Linked DNA regions of Sus scrofa: all the other regions are linked to region 3. The links are chromatin contacts, called in public Hi-C and HiChIP or PLAC-seq maps. All regions are on one chromosome and are shown on one strand. The core of a region is the stretch at or near the end of the contact, and the rest is flanking DNA. Distances in the headings are between cores, read along the strand shown. Region 1 holds the start of SEPT8 (septin-8). Region 2 holds the start of SHROOM1 (protein Shroom1). Region 3 holds the start of HSPA4 (heat shock 70 kDa protein 4).

Region 1 (3,097 bases), core at 55-2,554, 240 kb before region 3:
TTTACATATATAAATTCGGATGGCAGTATTTATAGCATTAATTACGTAAGTCCCGGATCCCTTATTTAGCCCCAGAACCAATTCCTTATCGGTCATATATTTAGCATTTCCCCCCACCCCCAACATCTCCCGACTCTCCCTTACAACGACCAGGGCCTCACATGCTGGCAAGAGGACACAGCTTCCTTCACTGTCAGAGCCCAACCTCCCAGACACACCCAAATTCAGCCTTAGAATCAGGGGACATGCAGCCACGACCCCCGAGAGTCCCCTCTCCCCTCGGGTGAATTATAAAAGCCTTTAGAAAATAGGCTACAGGCCGGCTCGGGCCCGGAGAGACCTCTGGAGGGACCACCAGAGATGTGAGCCCTGCAGAAGGCATACCCGACCTGGGGCTCAAGCAAACATCCACTGGGCTGAATCTGGAATCTCTCCAGTTTCTGGGGAATGGCTGCCTCCGACCCTACCACTGAGGCCGGACCTGCCTGGAATCGCACCCGGGATCCGGCCGCTTGGGTTGGGGTGCAGGCTGAGGTTGGGAGACGCAGGGCCAGGACCTTGGGTCTTCAGGACCCAAGTCTGCAACTGCCCTTGGCTCACTTGAGGGACTCCCTCGGACCCCTAGGGCTTCATCCTGAGCCCAGCCAGCAGCACCTGCGCGGCCAGGGGTCTCCCCCGCCGTGCAGAAACAGGCAGGGAGACGGGGCTTTGGAAGAACCTGGATCCTCCCCTCCGGCGCCCGGGGCTCCGGTCTGTCCTCGCACCTGGCCGGAACCAGGCGGATATTTATGTGCTCCTTTCCGCGAAAGGAGTCCGCCTCGCCTTCGCCCAAGCAGAGCGACCCCGCCAGCCGCCCGGCGAGGCGCCCCCGCCCGACGCCCCAGGTCCCGAGGCTAGCGCTGCTCGGAGAGCCAGCTCGTGCGCCCCCGGCCCGCCCGGAGTCGAGGCCGGCTCGCGCGGCACTGACAGCCCGGCTCGCGCCCCCGGCCAGCGGCACGCGGCCCCCTCCCCGCGCCTCTCGCGCGCGCCGCGGCCCAGCGGGGCCCTCACCGAGAAGCGCTCCAGGTCAGTGGCCGCCATGGCGAGCTCCGCACCGGGCAGGCGGGCCGGGCCGAGCACCCGGGCCGCGACAGGGACCAGCCGGCTGCGGGACGCGCTCCGCCCGGGCGGCTGCGGCTGAATGGATCCAATATGGCCACTTCCTGGAAACTCCCCTTGGCGGCAGCGGCGGCGGCGGCGGCGGGAGAAGCCGCGGAGCCGCCCCCGCCCCCGCCCGCGGGACCGGCCTCCCCGCCTGGCCCCGCCGCGAGCGCAGCCCGAGCCCCAGCGCGGGCACGGCCGGGGGTCTCCGCGGCGAGGCGGGAGGTGCCAACTGCGAGGACTGCTGGGACTTGTAGTCCCGAAGTTGGGGGGCCAGGAGGGCCGTGCCTGGGGACCCGGGCCAGTGCCCGCCGGCCTGCCGCGTGTCCCTGGGAGGCTGGGGACGAGGCCGGGAGGGAGTGTCCCGCGCCTCCGCGCTAGGAAGCCCGCTCGGTGCCGAGAAGAGTAGGGTGCGGCGTGCGCCCTCGAGGTCTCCCCCAAGCCGCCTCCACCCGGTCAGAGCCTGCAAATACACGGAGACCACCAGCCAGAGTGTCGGCGGATTGCGTGCGGCCCGTCGGGTCCAGGAGAGGCCGCCTCAGCCTCTTATGGCCGTACGCTGGGCCCCACCTGATGCTCTGGTCCGAGCCAGGGCGGCACCCGGGGCGGGACCCGCGCGTCCGGCTGGGCGGCCTTCCCGGGCCAGGGACCAGCCTTCGGCTCCTTGCGCAATGAAGTTGCAGGATGCGCAGTTCAGGCTCAGATTCGTGCAATAGACAAGCCGAGTTCGGCATTCAAGACATCAGATAACAAGTGACCGTCACCCTGCCTACCCCTAAGGGTTTCGGGCGAGGTCTTAATGGAGTCTGGGCACCGCGCAAGGAAGACTGCAGCTCCCAATGCATGCGCATTCTCTCTGCGAATCCCACTACTCAAAACACGCACAAAACTTAGAAAACTAATACCTCTGCCCAAGCCAAAGGCCTTCAGGGGACTCTGGTCCTATTCAATGACTAGCCTTCTAAAATCCAGCTCCGAATCCTCCAAAACCCTCCTTATTTTGTCATTCCCTCTGCCTCTCTGTCTGCTCTCTCTTTGGGAAGGTAGCAAGGCTTGTCTCCTGCTATTTCAATGGCCTCAACCTGGGTGGGTCCACCCTCCACACCCTTCCCACCCACCAAGATTTTCCTGAGAAACAGCCCAGCCTGTCCCTCTGACTCAGGAACTTGTCGTGGTTGAAGGTGTCCGAGGACCACATCTGGGCTTGGCACACCTGGCTTTAAGAGGAGCTCCTCCCTGCCCTTCCACTGGCTTTCAGGTAGTTGACCCTGTCCCCTTGAAGTAGCTTTCGTCTTCCTTCTCTCCAGGGCACATTGTAGCAGGTCACTAAGGTGAAATGACATCTTGCTGGTCCTTTCTGATTCAGTGTTCACTCTGTGCCTCCCTCTCGCAGTGTCTCCCATGCTGTATTGTAGTTATCTGCGAGAAACAGGCAAAGCTGTGGTTAAGGGTGCTGGACCCAAGGCAAACAAACGACCTGGGTTGGAATCCTGCCTCCATCCCTTGCCAGCTTTTTAACCTCAGGCAATTTACTTACCTGTGCCTCCCCTTCCTCCTCCTAAAACTGAGGCTAATTAGAGTACCTCTGCCACAGGATTCAACTCAGGAAAATAAGGGCTCTCCTCTACACTTGAAATAAAATGCTTAATCAAATCTCCTTCTCTAGACTACAAAAACCTTAATTTCAAAGCCCAGAGAGAGAGAGAGAGAGAGGGAGCGAGATGTGTGGTCAGTTGGTGTTGTGTTGATCAGCCTGGACCAGATCTGCTATTTCCTTTTTCTTTCCTGTAACTGGCAAGAAATCTGTCCCGAAGACCATTTTCTGCATCACAACTCTCTGGAATCTGCCCTAAATTATCTCAAAAATGGTCTTTCCCCCAAGTTGTGCATTTTTTTCAAAATAATCCACTTCTGCAGCCCCAGCTGCTGGCTGTGAGAAGGAAAAGCGAGATTACAG
Region 2 (3,203 bases), core at 429-2,928, 190 kb before region 3:
AGCATTCTGTAGACGCGTGTAGGAAGCGGGGTGTCTCACTTTGCTTAAAAGCCCCAGGGAATTCACCTGGATGGGAGCCCCAAGGGAGCGCAGGAGTCTGCAGGTGATCTCATTCTGACCAGCGGGGCTTCTTCCAGGAAAACCTCATCATCAGGAAGGGAAGGAAGCCGAACAGACACCTTGCAGTTCTCTGAGACATTCTGCTCACCGTCAGAGGGGCTGCTCTGGGGGCCCTCTGCAGGACACACCTCTGCAGCATCTTTCTCAGTCAGAAACCTGGAGGCAGGGACCCCACACTGACCACAGTCACCAGGAAAGATGACCCTGGTTCTGCACCAGAGGAACAGTAGGGTGTTGGGGGGCAGGGATTAGGAGATGTGGTTTGCAAAAGAGGGTCAGAAGGTTCAAACTGAGGCTAAGTGGGAGGCCCTCTTCTTTCTTGGGCAGGATCTATGAAAGCTGCCTGCCCCCAGCTTTCATTCCCCAGAGGGGTCCATGTCTCTCACCTAGAACGTTTGGTCAGAAACAACGGTCTGCTGGTGGTTTCTGCTCCTTGGGGAACAGCCTGGAAAGGCAAGCAGATGGATGAAATGTTGCTCAGGTTTTCAGTCTTCCAGCTGCCCCCATCCCAAGCTGGCAACCCCCATCTTCCATACCTGCGGAATGGGCATGACCCCTCCTGAACTTCCCCACGGGGCCAAGACTTCTCCTGAAGCGCTCCAACTCCGACCGGCAGGTCTGTAGCCATGGCCGAGCCTCAAGGACCGGGGTTTCGGGTCCTCGATGTCTCGGGGCTGGGTCACAGGCAGCCACCTGATCTGGTGACCATCGAACTCCGCCGGGGTCCGCGGCTGCTCTTCCTGGGGCTCCAGCCTCCCAAGGCCTGAGCTGGAGCGGGCCTCCCCCGAACATTCCCTGGCCGGCGCACCCCCCTGACCCACGCGATCCAGCTTCCCCGGCTCGGAGAAGCACCACTTCCGCTGCTGGTTGGCCAGGCGTCCCCGGCCAGAGGTTCCCGGCCCGGGAGCCCCGGGGCGCGGCGGCTCCACTTCCCCCCGGGGTGGCTGAGCGAGGCGGAGCGCGGGTGCGCGGCGGAGGGCCGCACGGGGGCCGCGGGCCGCAGGCGGGCGGGCAGGCTCATGCGGAGCTCCTTGCGCTGGAAGGACGTCTCCCGGAGCACTCGCCGCTGCGCGCCCTGCAGCCGCTGGCGGTAGGCGGCCCGCGAGGCCGGCGGGCTGGGCGGCTCGGCGGCCCGCGCCGCGGCCTCCGCCTCGGCCGCCAGCGCGTACAGCAGCGGGGTGGCGTGGCGGCTGAGAGGCCCTGGGGTGCCCTGGAGCTCAGGGGGACGCGGCCCGCTGTGCGCGGCCGCCGCAGGCCGGGGCTGCGGGCAGGTGCGAGGGCCCGCGGCGGGCGCGGCGGGGGCCGGGCCTCCCCAGACCACGCGCACGTAGTCCCAGTCCAGGTAGGGGAGCGGGCGGGTCCCCGGCGAAGGTGTGCGCGGCTCCGGACCGCCGGAGGCGGCGGAGAAAGAGCCGTAGGCCGAGTCAGCGCGCGCAGACAGCCGCCGCAAGTCCAGGCTGCGAGTGGATGAGGCTGGGGAGGCGCGGTCGCCTCCAGGACCCAGGGCCTCCATGGCTCCGACGAGGGCCGAGGCTGGCCTGGAAGAGCAGACGTGGTGCGGTGGGTGAGGCGCTCCTGGGAAGGGTTGGGGCAGCCTGCTGGCCCCTCCATCACAGAGGGCCTGGTGCTTACACATCCTCTCTCTGGCCACAGGATCCTTGGCGCCAGCATTTGTCACCCCCTTAGTCGGGGCTAGCAAGGGCAGTAGGACCAAGGGAGCCACTATGGAGGGTGAGGGCCTTAGTTCACTTATTCTTGGCGACTAGCCCATTCCCCGCTGGGGCGCGCTCTTGGCTAGCAGCCCTGGCTCTACCCTGGCACCTTCTGGAGCGCTGCATGTACCCATACTCCTTCCCTCCCCCAGCCTGTCCCACCCAGGCTGCTTCCTGGCAGCTTTGTTAGCTTCTCCCTGTGATCTTTCCCTGATAAACAATGGTCAAGATCCGAGATCAAGTCCGAGATCGCAGGCCAACAAAGAAAGGAGGTGGGGGAGGCCGGGTCAGGTGGCAGGAGCAGCTTCAGAGCCTTCCTCCCTCCCTCTGGGCTGGTTGTGCTCCAGGTGCTTTCAATAAATATTTATCTTGACCCTCACAAGTGCTGTCTGCATTTTTACAGATGAGGACACCGAGGTTCTGAGGGAGAAATGATTTGCCCAGAGGCACACAGCTGGTAAGAGTCAGATCCCTGCCTGGAATCTGGGCCTGCCTCCAAACTTACTGCAGCCAGAATCGATTTCCTAGAAGCAAACCCTGCTGAAAGCCAGTTTAACCCCACCCACCCCCCAGATGCCTGAAGCCTCCAACAAAGCCCAGACTCCACTGTGGTAAATGGTGACCCCCCCTCCCCGCCGCTTCAAAATACTGGCAGATTCCTGGATAATATGTCCCCTGCTTGGGAGCCTCTGCCTTTTGTCTAGGAATGACAGGCTCACCGGTCTCTTTGTCCTGCCACTCTTGCTCCTACAGGGCTCAGCTTAGAGGTCTCCTGACCTTTCGGGTTCCCAGCGGTTCCTGAGCCTTCCCCCATCACAGCAGTCAACCCTACATTGATTGGCGGCCGTGTACTAGTGATTCAGTCTCCCCATGTCCACCCCTGAGCTTCCTGAGGACAGGCCCTGCGCTTACACATCTCTGTACCGTCAGTGCCTGGCAGGTAATGATGATAAATATTTGTTGAATGACAAGGAATGGAGCAGCCTTACAAGGAGTAGATGGGGGGTAGGAAGGAAGAGGGCACCTTTGCTTCTAGCCACTCTTCTCTCCCTACTTGTCTTTTCTGAGGAAGGGGACAGAATGAGTGAGGCAGTTGCCACCATGCACACTGATCATGTGACTCCAGTTGTTGGGAACCAAAGGAGCGGGCAAGCCCAGCTTGGAGCAGGAACAGCCAGAAATCAATACTTCCCCAGTGCCAGGAGGAGGAGTGAGGGGAGGGACTGGGTGGGTGTGCCTGGATAAGGGTGAAAGCAGCTTTGAGTCTTGGAACCAGGAGCTCCCTATGGGCTATGGGGACTGGAGGGGGTAGGGGCTTGCCTTCCCTGAGCTGCTTGATGGGGAGTACAGAGGAAGGTGGCCCAGAGCTGG
Region 3 (3,516 bases), core at 165-2,664:
CAAATAAAATTTTTCCTTTTTTTTTTTGGCTGCACCCGAAGCATGCCAAAGTTCCCGGGGCCAAGGATTCAACATGTGTTATAGCAGTGACAATGCAGGATCCTCAACCTACTGAACCACCAGGGAACTCCTCCATTTCTTTCTTAGAACAAGTAATTGATTTTTCATTGACACAGCAAACGCAGAGGTTTGGGAAAATTTACTTTTGTCTTTGTTTATCCACTTTATTAAGTGGTCCAATATAATTGATTGAGCTCTGAGATGGAGGTCTTCAATTCAGCCTACCTAGTAGCAGTACTTCCTGCAGTTCTTTTCAACCCAGACTAGCTAGCTATTACTTTTTTTCTAACTTGAAAGCAGCCTTTTATTTTTCCTAGTGTCCAGCATTCTGTGTTGTAACAGTTGCCACCCTGTACGGGGATCCCATTTACTTGTTTAGCTACTCCTGTTACTGGTTGGATTCAGGTTTTGTGGGGTTGAAGCTTACACAATGTTGGGGGCCCTTAAAAAATCATAAAATAGATACTTAGAACAAGAAATCATATCAAATTACTGGAGACACAGAGATTCAGATTCCTGGTATTCTAAGACTTCTTCAAGCGATTTATTAGAAATGCTCATTACGTAGAGTTGCTTCCTGATTGCCAGCTGGCTTCCTCTCTATACCAGGAACACATCATAACTCTCCGCAACTCCCTGCTTACCCAGGTGCCCCTGCAGGGGAGAGTGCCTGCTTCATGTAATCCTGGCGCTACCGATATGTCTGAACGTACCTATGAATGCGTGTTTCTTGCATCCAGTTCAAGACAGGTGCTTAAAATGGGTTGGGGATTGAAAGGCTAAAGTGCAGTAGGTCCTTTAGGTGCAACTGCATCTAAGGACAGGACCGGTTTAGAAAACGGTGCAAGACTGAGGGAAAAAAAATCAAGGCAGTGGGATTGAGAGTCACTTCCTCCCCTCCTTCGCAAAGGGCGCTGTCTCTGATTTTAACAGAACCTGAACTAAACCTCTGTTCAGGGCCCGGGCCCAACAGCAATCTTTTCTTCTACACACCAGACCCCACCAAGGCGAGATGACCAGGCTCTCCCAACTTTGAGGATTAGTGCGCGGTCCCATTTTACCGGGCTCAATACAAGATGGGGCGCGGGAGGTGCCACAACCGGAACTTTCTCTGAAATAAAGAAAAACGGCGGAAGTAGGCCAACAGCGCTTGCTCAGTATTTTGCCTCAAACCGGCGCTCCTATTTCCTTCTGGAAGAGGAGCTGCTTCTCGGTTCCGCGCCGCCGCGAGGAGCGCGGCTGCCGGTTCTGTGCGCAGGCTCAATTGGCCAGCCCCGCCTCTCTACCATCTTTTCTGCGGCTTAGTCCCTTCCCAGGTTTTTGGGTCCGGACGTGACGTAAACATGTACGCAACCGGGGGGCGGGGCTTCAGAAGGAAAAGCAGCTGTGCCGGGGTCTCGCGAGAACATCTCGTCGCAGTTCTCGCGCTGCAGCTTTACTCTCGTCGCAACGAGATCTTTCGAGATCTTCTCCGCCCCCGCTACCGGCGCACCTTCTGCGGCCGCTGAGCCGGAGCCGGTCTGAGCAGTGCCCTCCGCCGCGGCTCTCCTTCTAAGAACCGAGGGGCTCGTGTGGTCACCCTCACTTCCCCAACTAGCCCGGGTTCCCCGGCCCACACGGCCGTCTTTCCGCGCGCCAGCCCCGCCGGGGTCCGTGTCCTGTCTTGCCGGCCGGACCGGGGCTCGAGCCCGAGCTGTAGCCGGCGCCATGTCGGTGGTGGGCATAGACCTTGGGTTCCAGAGCTGCTACGTCGCCGTAGCCCGCGCCGGTGGCATCGAAACGATCGCTAATGAGTACAGCGACCGCTGCACGCCGTGAGTGTGGGCCAGGCCAGTCGCGTGCACTGGGGGGTGGGGAGGTAGCACTTGTTCTGGTCTGTGCCACTCGCGGTTTGGGGAACGTGGGCCGGGCAGTAATCTCCGTTCCGAGCCGAGGCCGTGGTGGGTAGGGCACCTCCATTGGGTTTTAGGTCACTGGTGGCCGCGACCACCACCGTGTGGGTCTGCAGCAGGGGCGAGGCCTTTTTTCTGTGGCCCGCCGGCTGGCGGAAGGCTGTGAATGGATACTTGGACCTGCGGATGTATTGAGTAGAAGTTGGGGGGAAGGCAGGCCTGGGATGTGGGGTGGACCGAGCTCCTCTTTTAGAGAGTACATAATAGGCGCAGGGAGTACTGACGTTTCTTCAGCCCAGCGCAGAGTTCGGAGTTTTGCACACAGCAGGCGCTTAATAAAAGTTAGTTGAGTTGAACGAGTTCTGGCGGTCGCCGGCCCTAAGAGCGCCCAGAGTCCCACGTGAGTGGGGGTGGGGTGGCGCCCGGAAGAGAGGGAGCCGGAGCACCGGAGATCTTGAGGTTGGGTTGGCACGGAAAGATAGCAGAAATGGATTTAATAAAATTTGATGGCTTTTGGATATCTTTGCATTCACTTTGATTTTTTACGTCGTTTCAGTAAATTGAACCACGTTGGGTCATTTTCTGTTATCATTCTGTATGCATCCACCCTTAACAGCGTTCCATTCTCAGGGTAATGCATTCCATCCGGGGTGTTGGCCGCAATTGTTAATGAATGACTCAGGGGCTCACTTCGACTTTTAGAACCTATAGTAAGTTATGGGACCAGTATAGACACAGCGCTAAAAAAATCATGACTCACCCAGGCCTTTCCTTGGTTAGAGTTAAGAGTCTACTTTTTGAATTCCTAGAGATATGTTTCAATCTATTGTTTTCCTTTCGGACAAAATTTTTTTGAAGTTTCATATTTGTTAGATTCTCATATTTGATACATCATATATGTGTGTCATAAAGGGCCTCTTTTCTAAGGCCTATTCCCCCCCCCCCCCTTTTGTTGGTTTTCTTCAGCCACAGATTTCTGGCCAAGTCTCTTGCTCTGTTTACTAGGCTGATCATTGCTACCCAGAAGACTCACGTTTCCCTTGAACTTGTCAAATTTCTGCTCCTTATTTTATTTCGCCGTCCTTGTGGCATGTGAAAATTCCCACGCCAGGGATCCAGTCCTTGCCACTGCAGTGACAAAGCCAGCTGCTTAACCCACTGAGCCACTAGGGAACTCCTTCTGCCCCCTTTTTTTACACCTAACTCAAGCGCTTCCGGGAAAATCCACCCCAGATTCAAAACCATAGTCTGATGTTCCTTTCTCAATTTTATTTGTAGTTTTCCATTTTAATGAGACGTTATTCACACAAATACAGTTAACCCTCTTAAAATATACACTTTTTTTAAGTGTAATCACAAATTTAGGCAACTATTCACACAATTTTAAAACGTTTTCATCACCCCAATGAGAAATCTTGTGCTCATTAGCAATAACAACCCAGTCCCCTATTCACCCATCTTAATAGTTTTCAACGGTTGATCTAATATGTATTTCCAGGGAAGTGTATTGCATACCAAAAGGTTTTTTTTTAAAGCATTAAAGTTTGTTTTTAAGTATTTAGGC

Evidence for each region. A called contact is a pair of places that touch in the nucleus more often than the background predicts. HiChIP or PLAC-seq counts read pairs in DNA pulled down with a chosen protein or histone mark.
Region 1: a contact with region 3 is called in a Hi-C map of embryonic fibroblasts, with 1.6 times the contacts expected there. The contact joins the promoter of SEPT8 here to the promoter of HSPA4 in region 3. A contact is called at or near these places in 3 of 47 Hi-C or Micro-C datasets (embryonic fibroblasts, heart right ventricle and mesenteric adipose tissue) and 1 of 2 datasets of contacts at active chromatin or transcription factors (skeletal muscle).
Region 2: a contact with region 3 is called in an H3K27ac HiChIP or PLAC-seq map of skeletal muscle. The contact joins the promoter of SHROOM1 here to the promoter of HSPA4 in region 3. A contact is called at or near these places in 2 of 5 promoter capture datasets (both in liver), 5 of 47 Hi-C or Micro-C datasets (fetal liver, heart right ventricle, liver and 2 more) and 1 of 2 datasets of contacts at active chromatin or transcription factors (skeletal muscle).

What each region holds. Positions count from the first base shown.
Region 1 is chr2:135,103,161-135,106,257 of Sscrofa11.1, forward strand. It overlaps SEPT8 (septin-8), which reads right to left and starts at 1,305. Exons shown (of 10, transcript XM_013995121.2): 1 at 1,051-1,305. The coding sequence starts at 1,080.
Region 2 is chr2:135,150,862-135,154,064 of Sscrofa11.1, forward strand. SHROOM1 (protein Shroom1) reads right to left here and starts at 1,679. Exons shown (of 8, transcript XM_021084746.1): 1 at 1,051-1,679; 2 at 657-1,048; 3 at 507-565; 4 at 67-276. The coding sequence starts at 1,633. It overlaps LOC102159960 (a long non-coding RNA gene), which reads left to right and starts at 1,589. Exons shown (of 6, transcript XR_002341904.1): 1 at 1,589-1,680; 2 at 1,774-1,851; 3 at 2,236-2,289; 4 at 2,586-3,203.
Region 3 is chr2:135,344,310-135,347,825 of Sscrofa11.1, forward strand. HSPA4 (heat shock 70 kDa protein 4) reads left to right here and starts at 1,415. Exons shown (of 19, transcript XM_005661654.3): 1 at 1,415-1,874. The coding sequence starts at 1,768.